Regions from separate parts of the Rattus norvegicus genome. Here region 2 is linked to region 1. A link is a contact called in public Hi-C data. All regions are on one chromosome and are shown on one strand. The core of a region is the stretch at or near the end of the contact, and the rest is flanking DNA. Distances in the headings are between cores, read along the strand shown.

What was found. Hi-C and Micro-C count contacts between places; a contact is called where the count stands out from the background.
Region 2: a Hi-C map of kidney shows a contact between it and region 1, with 1.7 times the contacts expected there. The contact joins the promoter of Wdr87 here to the enhancer-like site in region 1. A contact is called at or near these places in 5 of 12 Hi-C or Micro-C datasets (the Rat2 cell line, Schwann cells, kidney and 1 more) and 1 of 1 datasets of contacts at active chromatin or transcription factors (oligodendrocytes).

What each region holds. Positions count from the first base shown.
Region 1 is chr1:93,892,631-93,899,465 of GRCr8, reverse strand. All of the region lies in intron 1 of LOC103689966 (MARCKS-related protein-like), which reads right to left. It also overlaps a transcript of Sipa1l3 not described here. Among named protein-coding and RNA genes, the nearest start is that of Wdr87, 58 kb to the left of the region's middle. Within about 2 kb of position 2,420, at least 20 of the 93 cell types and tissues checked have an H3K27ac peak or open chromatin away from gene starts, as enhancers often do.
Region 2 is chr1:93,948,938-93,955,239 of GRCr8, reverse strand. It overlaps Wdr87 (WD repeat domain 87), which reads right to left and starts at 1,474. Exons shown (of 7, transcript XM_063280682.1): 1 at 1,334-1,474. The region is part of intron 1 of LOC103689966 (MARCKS-related protein-like); the gene reads right to left. It also overlaps a transcript of Sipa1l3 not described here.

The DNA of each region.
Region 1 (6,835 bases), core at 1,171-3,670:
TAGCGGTTGGGGATTTAGCTCAGTGGTAGCTTGCAAGGCCCTGGGTTCGGTCCCCAGCTCCGAAAAAAACAAAAAAACAAAAAACAAAAAAACAAAAACAGTTTCTCTTAGCAGCTGCACAGGCCGTGTGTTTTCATCCATAGCGTCCTCCTCCAGACACCCTGGCTTCTGATGCTGGTGTGTTGCAGCTCAGGGAGGGCACTCCTGGGTAATGTCGCTGTAAATGAGGCTGCAGAGTAGGGAGGTACAGAGGGTGCGGAGCCTCGGGCTGGGAAGTCTGTGCACCGACACCGTGACCAGAGTTCTCCAGAAGAGGGGAATCGGTGTCAGGTAGGCAAGGACATCATCACTCTGGGTGTCTTCTGGCTAGCCCTTCTGGAGATGACCTTGTGGGCTCATGTAGGCCTTCAGTAATTCCTTCTTGGCATCAAGGCTTGTCTGTAACGCATACCACACTGGCTCTCCGTATGACAGTTCCAGCCAGGCTGAATGGAAATTGCCTTTGCACTTGTCAATGCTGTATACTTGGCAAGGAGGGCTCTGAGATCTGTTCCCTTAGCTCGATTCAGTAGGTTTGAAAACCATGGCAAAGTGCAGGCGTGAAGAAGTGACTCACGAGGCGCAGTTAGCAGCTAAATTGCACTCGCTCACAGTGTCTTTTGGCAGATGCCAAATAGGGATTGAGATGCAATGAAGGGTCGTTATTAAAAGCTTACACCCTGGAGCCATTGCCTGGGTTTCAGGTGTGGCTCTGGCCCCTGACCTCCGGCAAAGGATTGACACTCTCCGGACACCTCACTCCGCTCAGGGAGGTGGGCGGGGTTATAACAGGACTGCCCAGGTAGTTGGAATGGGCTCAGTGTGAGAGTCAGCCTGTGTGATTAGGCGCTGCACGGTACTGTTAACAGAAGGCCAGCAGCTTCAGCCTTATGAAGAGGCAAGCTCGGTTTCATGGGAATGGGAACCCGCAAGCCTGAGAACGGCGATACCGACACCCCTGCTGCCCCTCCGTTGTTGTGGGTTGTGGCAGGTGTCCTCCCATGTCCCCTGAGCCGACACTTCCTGCAAACTAGAGCGCCTTGGTGTGTGAGCCTCAAGGAGAGGGCAGCTGCTAGGTGCAGAGGCACCTGTGTTCCTTTAGCGTGTTTACAGGCCTTTTCCATTGTGTGTTTCGAGATATGTTCTCACCGTATTGCCCAGGCTATCCCAAAACACTTGGTCCCCTGCCCCAGCCTCTTGTGTGCTGGAATTAAACAGGTACGCACCACCACACATTTATAGGGTTTCTAGTCTGTGCCAGGTTCTGTTGTGCCCAGCCTTAATCACATAGACAATCAGATTTATTACAAATGGGAAATCTACTGGAAATAAATGGTGGTGAGTTTGTTGTTGTGTTTGTTTTGTTTTGTTTTCTAAGACAGGTTTGTTTTCTCTGTATAGCCCCTGGCTGTCCTAGAACTCACTCTGCTGTCCAGGCTGGCAGAGAGAGAGAGAGAGAGAGAGAGAGAGACTGGCAGAGAGAGAGAGAGAGAGAGAGGCTGGTATAGATAGATAGGCTGGCATAGATAGATAGGCATAGATAGATAGATAGATAGATAGATAGATAGATAGATAGATAGATGATAGATAGATAGATAGATAGATAGATAGATAGATAGATAGATAAGCTGGCATAGATAGACAGGCAGACAGCAGATAAATCAGTAGCTGTGTAACTCAGTGTTAAAGCACTTCTTAGTATGCAGAGTATGAGGTTTAGACTCCCCAGGACTCTTAAAGAGAAGGGAAGAGAGGAAGGGTAACACTGACAAAACAAGACATGACACTAGACCAAGACCTAGACTCCTGGCTGTGAAGTGTGTGGTACTGATAGTTTACAGTAAAGAAGAAGAGAGGAGCATGTCGGAGAAGGTGGTACCCAGTCTGAGAGAGGAGGAGCCAGCCATGCAGAGGGAGGAAGGGGATGCTTGGCAGAGAGCACAGCATGTGTCAAGCGTATCAGAATAAATAAGCTCCGTTATGGGAAAGAGCAGACTCAGCATGGGCCTTCAGTTGGTTGAATTTGGTAAAAACATGGTGCCGCCTGCCTTTAATCCCAGCACTTGGATTGAAGCGACAGGCTCATCTCCAGATCTGAGGCTATCTTGGGCTACACAGTGAGATCTTTTCTTTCAAAGAAAGGAAGAAAGAGAGAGAGGGGGGGGGGAGGAAAGAAAAAGGAAGAAAGGGAAAGGAAAAAGGAAAGAAAAAGAGTGGGAGTTTCATGCCCCCAAGCCTGTACTGTCTTAGACCTAGAGGCAAAGCCTGGGACTTCCTGACTCTGGCCTCATGGCCGTGTGCAAACAGAGACTCAGCTTCTCAGTCACTAGCCATCGCAGGTCCTGAGCGGTTCCCATTCCAGACTAGAATGTGGTTGCTCTCACCCTGAAGGTGGTCCAGTCATGCTGTCAGTGGGGCATAGCCCACTTTCTCCATCCCAGAAAGCTGCCAGGCCAGGCCTCACTCTGCTTGGTGGTAGAGTAAAGATCTTAGTGGGGAAGCAGCGGCTAAGTCAGCAGAGCTTGGAGGGGTCAGACGACGGCTTCTGCTCTGGCTTCACTGGGCCCTGTCTCACGACTTTGGCAGAGTGGCCTCCCCACTATCCTCAGCTTTTCATCTGCGGACTTGGCCCTGTGTTTTCATCTGCAGACAGACACTGTGTTCCATTGTAAGTCACAATGAGATGGGTTTCTTTCTTCTAGTTTCTTGTCAACAGCTAAGTCACTTGGAATTGATCCTCAGCTCTCCACACCAGCCCTTCTTCAGTCTGGGAACTTGGCATCTGTCTGGGCGCTTGCTTCAGTTGCCAGAAAGCAGCCCTGCTTCTGGGGGGCAGGTTACTTGATGCCAGGAAGCTAAGCTCAGCAAGATATTTGTTGACGGAGATTGGGAGTAAGCGGAGCCTCCTCGATGGCAGCTGCCTGCTTCTCCTTCTCCACCCTGGCCGCTTGCTGGAGTGAGTGAGGTAGAGACAGCTGAAGCCTGGGCCTAGCCTGCTTCCAGTTTTCTTCACTCCGACCAGCGTTAGTTAGGGCCTGAGGCCTGGACAGGATTCTTTTTCCTACAACTTTAGGCTTTCCAGTTGCCTGAGAGTTACCGGAGGACTTTGTTGTGGTACAGGTTTTAATTAATGAGGGTTGTATTACAGCTGTACCCTAAATATCTTTGAGAGTCTGGAGGTCTGACGTCTATGTAGAGTCTTGGGCAAAACTCGGCACTTTCTCTCATCTCCCATTTATTAGGGCTTCACAGACAGAACCACGGACTCAGCCTTAGCACTACAGGCCTTCGGGGTCAGATTCTTGATTGTGAGAATGACCCTGTGCATTGTGGGATGCCTGGTCTCCATTCACTGGGTGCCAGTTACAAGTTCCTCAACTCCCGTAGAGGCCATCAGAAATGTCTCCAACTGTGCCCTGGAATAGGGGTGGCAAAGTGGCCTCTATTGAGCACCAGAGGCCTCATCCCTTCAAACTTCACTGTGCCTAGGACCTCCCAGGCCAGCTGGATACTCAAAAGTGATGTCCCCATACCGTCAGTCTCAGCAACTTAGTTCTAGGGAGTGTCTTGGTAGCCTCCTGGTGGGTCCATTGTTCCCTGTGTTGGTAGGCGTAGCCTAATCAAGCAGAGGAGACTATCAGACATTGTGCTGGGTATTCTTATTGGGCTAGTAAGGAGTGGTGTGAGTCACTCTTTAGTAAGAACATTCTAGGAGTGGTGTAGCTTCTCTTCTGGCCACTGTCACCCACTTTTTCATGTTGATCTCCCTGTCTTTCTCTTCTGCAAGTCCTGTCCCTCTCACCCCCCTGCTCTGTGGAACGGCTCTCACTATATCTGTACAGCCACCCCTAACAGCCTATGCCCCGCCACAGCCAGGGAGTGTCTTTGAGCCCCTGAGTTGGGTCGTGTCCCTCTCCTGGTCAGAAACCTGTGGTTGGCTCACTGTCATCACTGTCCTTTGCAGGGCCCATAAGCACCTCCCCACCCCCCACCCCCCACACTTCATCTTCCCTTATCTCCACCCCCCTCAGTGGTCTTGTCTTCCTTCCTGTCCTGTACAGCAGGGCAGCTTGGCTCTTTTGGGGCCGTGTGCTGGCTTGTCACCATCCACAGCCCTGCTCACAGATGGTTTCTTGCCCATCTCCTTCCTCCTCCTTGGGTCTCTGTTAAGGTTGTTGCCTCTAGTGAGGCATCTGTTAGCCTAGCCATGATCCCTGGTAAAAGCTGCACTGTTTGTTATCTCCCCTCCCCAGAGGTCTTCCCCGTTAGACAGAGGCCATATCTTCACCTGTCCTTGGTATTTGTGTTTGCTGAAAGAGTTAAGAGGCAGGAAGGAGGGTGAGCGTTGCTTGTTGGTATCCATTGTGTCTGCCCTCTGGAGTCCTTTCCCTGGCCCCACAAAGCGGACCCGGCTTGAGCTCAGTGTTACAGACTAGGAAGCTGGGGTTCCGGTGTAACATGTCCCAGCCTGAGGTCTCCCATGGATTTGGGGCATTCCATCTCATGGAATTTAGATAGTTCGTTAACTTGACACCTTGCACTGCCGGTTCAGGGTTGGCATATCCACACTGGGCCTCGGGCCCTCACCTGGGCAGTGGGATTGCTGGAGCTTTCCTGAGCCAGCCCCTGCAGGGGGACAGATGGGATTCACTGCTGTGCTAGTTGGTACAGCTAGGAGAGGCAACTCTGTGCGCCCCTCTCCCCCACTCCCATCCCTGGCCTTCATACGGCCTGGCGGTGTCTGAAGAGCCATGTGTCTAGGGCTCGCAAAGGTAGACCTGAGGGGACGACTTCTTAGGTATGCCTTTGCCAGGATTCTAAGGAATGTCAGCTTGTGTTTCCAAGCCACCGTAAATGGATTTTCAGGTCATTCCAGACCCATGTCTTACTCTGTGAAGGGGGACAGTTGCCTGGGGTGCAGATGGAAGGGCCAGGGGCCCAGCTGAGGTGAGCGTTCTTGTTAACCACCCAGGATCTTCATCCATTCACTCTTTACTAAGTATCCGTCTGTGTGGGGGGTGGGGGCAGCGCTTGGGCATCAGAGGGTGAACAGCAGCTGGGAGGAGATAGTTGGCATCACTGGGTGCTCATTATGCTGGCTTGCCTGCTGTGGGAACCGAGGGCTTTGGAATGCCAGCTTTGCCTTTGCGGGATCTTCTTCCTGGCCACAGTGGAGGTGAATAAACTCCCAAACAGCCAGATAATTGCCGATGGATGCCGCTGTCATTGTTGCTCAGTAGGAACCGAGAGCCCTATCCTAACTCCAGGTGGATATGCCCTGCGTGTCAGCATTGCCAGCATGCTGCTCCTTGAAGACTTGCAGCTAGCTGCTGGGAGATTTGAGCATCTCAGAGGCCTGGGAGATACCTGTCATCACAGAGTGTGACTGCTTCATTGGGCTGCTAGAACTGACAATAGCCAACACTGGCTCTGACTTAATCCCTGTAACAACTCTACTGGCAGTGCTATGATTAACCCCTTTCCAGATGAGGAAACTGAGGCACCGAGAGGGGAAAGAACTTGTCCAGTGACCCACAGCTAGTAAATGACAAAACTGAGATTTGAGTGTGGGCCATATGCAGAGAGAGAGAGAGAGTGTGTGTGTGTGTGTGTGAGTGAGTGTGTGTGTGTGTGTGTGTGTGTGTGTGTGTGTGTTGGGGTGTCTCATGTAGTCCACACTCATTTGAAACTGGCTATGATTATAAGGATGACCTTGATGAACAAGGCCTTCCTCACTGAGTCCTGAGGATCACAAGCCTAAGACCCATACCTCTGAAGAATAAAAGTCGGGGCTTCATGAAGCCCAGGCAAGAACTCCAACTAAGTCCTCAAAGTCTCCCCTCCATGGCTACAGGACAGTTGGGCAGAGCTTTGCCAGTCAGTCTGTATGGGGACAGAGGAAGGTCCTATCAGCATGGAATCCTGGGAAGGTTGAGACACTCCAGGCCTACTCACCCCCAAGGAAAAAGCTCTCACTGGTCACTGTTGCCACCCGGGAAGCCCTGGCCTAGATCCTGAGAGTGTCCAGTAGGCCCATGCAGAATGGTGGTGTCTGGAACAGGGCAACTGCTGCCTGTAGTTTTCTCTATAGACTCGACAAAGAGACTTCTGAGGCTCTGGTGCAGAAGTGACCCACTGTCATTCCCTAACTTTGGAGACTGGTCTTTCTCAGCATCTTTCTAGGGACAAGATACAGAAGAGGGGCTCTTGGTGAACCTGGGTCTGGGGTGCTGGAGCCTGCAAGTCGATAGCTTTGGAGTTACATTGCCAGGAAACAATATTCTGGCTTCACGTGTGCTGGAGTTGTGGCTGTGTGTGGGTGACTTCACTACCCTGAGCCTCGGCTCTTCATTTTAAAGACTTCATTGGGTTGTTTGGGTGGGAGCTGGGAGCAGGCGGCAACTGAGGTCAGCCCAGAGCCTAATACCCAGTGAGCATGCTCAGTGCCTGGAAAGGTTGTGTCAGCAGGTGGGTGAGGGCAGGGCCTCTGGAGCTACCACTCCCAGCCCTGGGGCCTCGCTTGAGTGAGTGGCTTTCCCCTTTAGGGGCTATATTTCCTCAGCCCCAAGCCAGAGAAGTAATGTCCCTACCCAGGAAGATGCCGTGAGCGTCCTGTGAGTCAGTCAGTGAAGCATGAGCCATCAGATCTAACCACTGCTTCAGGACGTGGGCCCAAAGCCCAGCAGTCAGCCAGGAGACAGTAGGCACAGAGCGGTGTTAGGAGCGGGTTAACTTTAGAAAACGCCATCTTTGCTGTTATAGACGGTGATGTGGGCCTCCTGCGCAAACTTCCTTC
Region 2 (6,302 bases), core at 225-2,724, 57 kb before region 1:
TATTTATTTATTTATTTATTTATTTATTTATTTATTTATTTGTTGGCTTTTCTGAAACAGGGTTTCTCTGTGTAAACAACCTTGGCTGTCCTGGAATTTTCTTTGTAGACCTGGCTGGCCTCAAACTCACACAGACCTGACTGTCTCTGCCTCCCAAGTGCTGGGATTAAAGGTATGTGCCACCATGCCCGTGGAGATTAATCTTTGACTGTTGTATGTAAACTTTATTTATGTGAACCAGCTGGTTTAGTTACTTAGAAGAGCATGGCCGAGGTTTTATTCACATGGGCATGAACTATTGGCCATACCACTGAACAAAATGTCTCTCCCCAGCAACCATTAACTTTAAGCCTACAGAGTCTCAGGGAAAGGTAGGCTTCAGGAATTTTTAATAGAAAATTATGCCCCCCCCAAAGTTCTAACTTGATAACCCAAGATGATATGCAGTAACCCTCCTGCCCTCAGCCTTGTGAGTGCTGTGGTTAGAGGCCTGGCTTTCTGTAAAAATTGAAGTTGGAGGGTTGGGGATTTAGCTCAGTGTTAGAGCGCTTGCCTAGCAAGTGCAAGGCCCTGGGTTAGGTCCCCAGCTCCGGAAAAAAAAAAAAAAATTGAAGTTGGTCAGGCATAGTAGTGCATGCCTTCAACTGCAACACTTGAAGGCAGAGGCAGGCAAACCGTTGTGAGTTCAAGGCCAATTTAGTGTACATTAAAACTTCCAGGCCAGCTAATTACATGGGGAAACCCAGTCTCAAAAATTAAACTAAAATAGTTTATGCAGGTATTTTTGCTAGGTATTTACTGCTTGTGATTACAATGACCTGGATTAGATTACATGAGATGTTTTGCTTAATGAACAAGTGAATGACGCCTCTGATCTGTCCCGATAAGAAATAAGTGCTTTCCATCATGTCATAATGAACACCTTCCCAGGACGCAGGCTTAATCAGAAAGTGAATGCATGAGATTTAGAGGTTTGAGCAATCCCAGTCCAGTTGCTCAGAATCCCTTATGGAGTGCGAGTGGCAACACCGTTTTCTTTTTTTTTTTTTAAGGTTGAATCTTCGCTCATTTCCACGAGTGGATTAAATCTCGATATTTCCCAGGCACTCAACAAACACTAGTTACCGTCAGACTATGTCATTACTGAATGAATAGAGAAGGCCTGCCAGGCAGCCCCTACAGGTCGTGATTCTGCGCCTCCCATCTCCGGGACCGGTCTGGAGCCCAGAGGAACACGGGGAGCCGCGTCCTCACGTTCCGGCTCCCGGGAATCCATAAGGGCGGGAGCTAGTAGGTGTGTCCACCTCCTTTGGGCGGGAGCCGCGCCTGTTACCTGTGACAGGACTCCCGACAAGGGACAGCGAGCTCTGCGGCACCCCGGAGCTCCTGTGTAGACGAACAGACCTAGAGGGGACTTGGGAAGCTACGTTTGAAAACGATGTGGGAGGATCCCACCAACAGAACGGTTAGTCCCGCAGCCCGGCACTTGGCGGATTGACCCCGGCAACCAGAGCTCGCGCGTGTGCACGGTAGCTCGCGCGTGTGCACGGTAGCTCGCGCGTGTGCACGGTAGCTCGCGCGTGTGCACGGTAGCTCGCGCGTGTGCACGGTAGCTCGCGCGTGTGCACGGTAGCTCGCGCGTGTGCACGGTAGCTCGCGCGTGTGCACGGTAGCTCGCGCGTGTGCACGGTAGCTCGCGCGTGTGCACGGTAGCTCGCGCGTGTGCACGGTAGCTCGCGCACGCGTTCCAAAAGGGGGTGGGAAAAGAAGTCCTCCGACCCCCGCCCCAGGGGGACCCCCACCCCCAGCAATCCTGGCCCGAGTCCGCTAGAGAACGCGCGTGCGCGAGGGCGCGCCGCCGCCGTCCCGCTCCGCCCAGCGCTGAAGGGGGTCTAGCGCACGGCTCCGGTCTTCTCGCCCCTCCCCAGGCTCGCAGGCTCGGAGTAGTAGACTCCCGCCCTGCGGAGAGGGACAGTGAAAGGTTCCCTGAGCAGAGGGAGAAGGCGGACGTGGCTAGGAGAAAGGAGAAACCGGTCAAACAGGGTGAAGAGCCAGGATCCCCGGCTGGAGCCGACACAAGACACGCCTCCCTGCCTCACACCCCTCGGGGCTGCGGAAGTCCTCTGGAGACTGGCGCTGCACCGAAGCGACCAGTAAACTACGATTCCCAGAAGGTGGTGCGGTGGCGTGCCTACGATTCCCGGCAGGCCCCGCGCGCCAGGCTCTCTTCAGTGCGCTGCTTCTTAGGGAGAAACTACAGTTCCCACGAGGCCTCGCGCGAAGCGGCTTGGAAGTGGGCAGCCTGGAAGTCACTCGGGCCACTGGAGCTGGCGGCGTCTCTAGCGAGCCGCGCTGTGCTGAACGCCGCGGTCGAGGAGCCCGCGGGGCGTGCAGCTGGGACGCCCAGGTACGTGGCTCCTGATGCAGGAGCAGTCTCGGGCAAGGGTGGTGGTGATTTGGTAGCTGCTCGGACCCCGAGGGTCAGCGCAGGCGGGGTGACCAGGCGGACGGCCGGGTGTGGGCATCGGCTGTGGGGGGCGGCAGCGCGGGGACTCACGCCCTCTGTACCCGGCGGGACTCGTGCCCGCATGGCTCAACTTTCCAGACGTGCAACCTGGCACGGTGAGGAAGAGCTTAGAGTCCGGGAGACGTGGGTGCACGTCCCAGCTCTGCCACTCTGGAGCTGCGGTCTGGGAAAACCGCGCCGAACCTCGTTTTTGCCTTCGGTAAAACCAGGAAGGAGGAATTGTCCTTTGCTGGTGATTGTTCTGAGGTGTTGAGATCTGGTGAATAAGGCGTTTCACATTGAAGATACTTATTACGGGTTCGCATTATTGTTGGTTCCTGGAGGAATGAGGTGAAGGTACTATAGATTGCCAATTAGTTGACCGTGTGCATGTAAAGACCCGAGTCCATAGTTAACACTCAATGCAGAGTAGCTGCTGTTAACTGCGATCATTTTGATAAGAGCTTGTGCTTGTGAAGCAGAGAGACTCACGTTCAATTTTAGGTTTTGCCATGCACCAGCAAGCTGTGTGACCTTGGGCTACTACCTTTACCCCTCTGTGCCTTAGTTTCCCTTTCTATGCGTAAATATAAAGTGGAGATTTCAATGGAAGCCACCTCATCGAATTGTTTGGAAGATGTATAAGAGCACCCCGTGTCAAGTGCTTAGCACAGCCGCTGGCACACAGTAGTCGGTAAATGCTGTCATTTATTCAGCGTTTCTGGGGAGCTTAGAGACCCTCTCTGAGCAGGGTTCTGACTGTAGCCTTGGTCTACCCACTGGGCCAATTCAACACTGAGTCCAGTTGGCTTTCCCTTCTGCCAGACTTAGGTTTCCCGTTTATAAAAACGGGACAATAGCAGTATTACCTTGGTCAGGGTGTGCTGATTTGCTGGGCACCAGGCTGAGCCATCCTTCACTGAGTAGCAGTTCGTATGTATTATGATTGTTCTTCAGTGTTCTCCATCTGGCCCAGAGGCTGCCTGACTGTGGGCTGTGACATGACAGCCCTGAGCTCCCCCACACTTTTGCTCCCAGCCTCAGTGTCCCATCTGCGAAATGGTAGTCATAGGACTTCTACGCCAGGATTGTTCTGACTCGGGGAGATAGTTGGTGCTTAAGCACAGGGCCCCAAGCACTTGATGAATGTACCCCTCTTTTTTTCTGCAGTAAGCCATTTCTGATTCTGTTTGTACCTATAGGGCAGAGTGCAAGGTTAAGTGTCCCCCATCCTTAAAAGTTTACTCAGCAAAGGTTAAATCATTTTAATATGAACGCGTTTTAGTATAAGGACCCAAAGAGGCACTGCTGACCTGCAGTTGCCATCAGCAACTCTTGTGCATGCCCTTCTCCTCTAAGGCAGTATATTTCACTCCAGTTCGATATTTATTGTTGTTGTTGTCGTCGTCGTCGTCATCATCATCATCATCACCACCACCACCACCACCACCATCATCATCATCATCATCATCATCATATACTGCGGATGGAGTCCAGGGCTTCATACATGTTAAACACTTACTCTACAGCTGACATAAACCCTGGACCCCAGTGTAGAGCTCTGGACTCTGCGTCTCAAAGACACTATCTCCCTCACCTCCATTCCAGACATGGAACTTCTATTTCCTTGATGTCCCCTGACGGACATTGGGCACTGTACACTCAGCTTGCCCCATCCGAACACTTCCTCCTCTTTCTCCTCCTTGACTCAGTAGTCGCCATCACGGCACATCGGCTAACTGTGACCAGGCTGCCCAAGGCAGTAACTCAAAAGTCTTCTCAAATCCAGTTGATCCGAGGGGAGGGCGGAGCTGTCCTGTTACAGAAGTGGCACATCATTGAACCCAAGCTGGAGGTTTCCCCATCCCCTGAAGGTGGCCTTTTCTGTCTGTTTCAAGACAGGGTCTCAAGTAACCTAGGTTGCCCTATGTTCACTAGGTAGCCAAGGATAACTTTGAACTTCTCATCCTTGTGTCTGCAACTCCTGGGATTTCAGGCATGAACCTAGCTATGGAGAGAGGCTTTCCCGACAAGGTCCGGTTGTTTCTTTTAGGCCAGCACGCATGCACATGGGATATACATGTGTATATGTGCTCCATATGCCCCAGAGAAGACAGTGGGAATTTGGCCAGACTGCTGTGGCTACAGATGTGTCAGGGAGGCCTGGCTTTCAGGCGACTCATTTCTGTGGTCTTTAACCTGCCAAAGACAAGCTGGTTAATAATTGCTTTCTGAAAAGCTGCACTCTCAGTGCATGAGAATATCCGGTGTGGGAAGGCAACACACGCACACGCGTGCGTGCACCCACCACCACCACCACCACCACCACCACCACCACCACCACCACACCAGGGCAGAGGTTGGAAAGGATTGTGCCGGGTCTCTGTGAGGTTTACCCTGTGGCAGGGTAAACCTGTGCTTGCAATTTTATTCGAGGTGGGCAAACTGGTCTTAATCAAATTAATGATGCCATCACATTTAAGTTTTTGTTTGCTTTTTGTTGGTTTTTGTTTTTCAATCTGTAGTATTAAGGCACTGACTTAAAACAGATCCTGGGCTATCTCCCTTGTAGTGACAACAGCAAATGGTTTTTAAACCTTTCGGGGAGAATGGTCTAAGAGTTAACGGTGAGCCTGGCGTTCAGATGTTGCAGTTGTTAGGCGGTAAATCAAGAATGGAATGTGCTGTGATCGCTGATCTTTTCTGCTGTGAAACGTATTTGTCTGTGTTTTTCAGGCTTAGGCTTAATATCTTGCGAAGGCTAAATTAAATGTACTTACATTTTAATAAAAGAGTACAATATCATTTTCTCTGGTTTTTGTTTTCAGCTACTAGAATGAGAGGGAATCTGTAATGCTAATTTTTTAAAGGCTTGTTGTGGCCATAGTCTGTCTGTCTGTCTCTCCCTCCTTCTGTGTGTATGTGTGGTTGAATTTATGCAAAATGACCGTGCTGTTGTACACTTGGCAGTAGAGCTGGCCAGGAGGATCAAGGCTAGCCTGTGCTATATGAGATGCCCTCTCTCAAAAACCAGGCAGATAAAAATTCAAGGCAGATAAGCTCACCGTAACATGCCAAGCACTACAGAGGTATAGAAAGAAAGCAGTAAGTACCGCCTTCCACACCAGTCTCAAACCCTTGTGATAACCGCTCATCTAGACCAAGGGTAATAAGTGTCTACTGTCAGCTTTTAGAGCACCAAAGAGAACAAAATGGAGATGCCCTTGGCCTTGGTAATTTGGCTGTATGCTTCTGTGTGTGTGTGTGTGTGTGTGTGTGTGTGTGTATGTGTGTTACGTCTATCAATTTGTGCTTATATCAACTGTTTTCTTCTTCTTCCTCCTCCTCCTATCCCTTCCTTAAAAAGGAAAGCGTGGGGACCAAGCTCCTGTTCGTGTGCTGAGACAGGGTCTCATGCACTCCCTTGGGTATGGCACATGTTCTCCTGGGCTTCCGTTTCTGGATCTGAACATCAGAATGGTACCAGGACCTTCCTTTGGGGTAGCTGTTGAGAGAAAAAGTGTATCGGACTTTTAAGGGCAGGGTCCGTTGTTGCTGCTTTGAAATCCCAAAGTTCCTCACAGCAGGAGCTACCCTGGCCATCGGAGATAACAGGAAAAAATACAGGGGAGTTATAAGGCAGGTACCAGCTTGGAAATGTCTGGCTTTGGGATGAGAGGCTTAACTGCTTGGAATGAAGAGAAAAATCTGCCCAGAAAAGGAGGAGTCCACCACAGCAGGTGTGGGGCTGGGGACTCATGGGGGAGCACCAGTAGGGAGTACCGGTCCTCATATT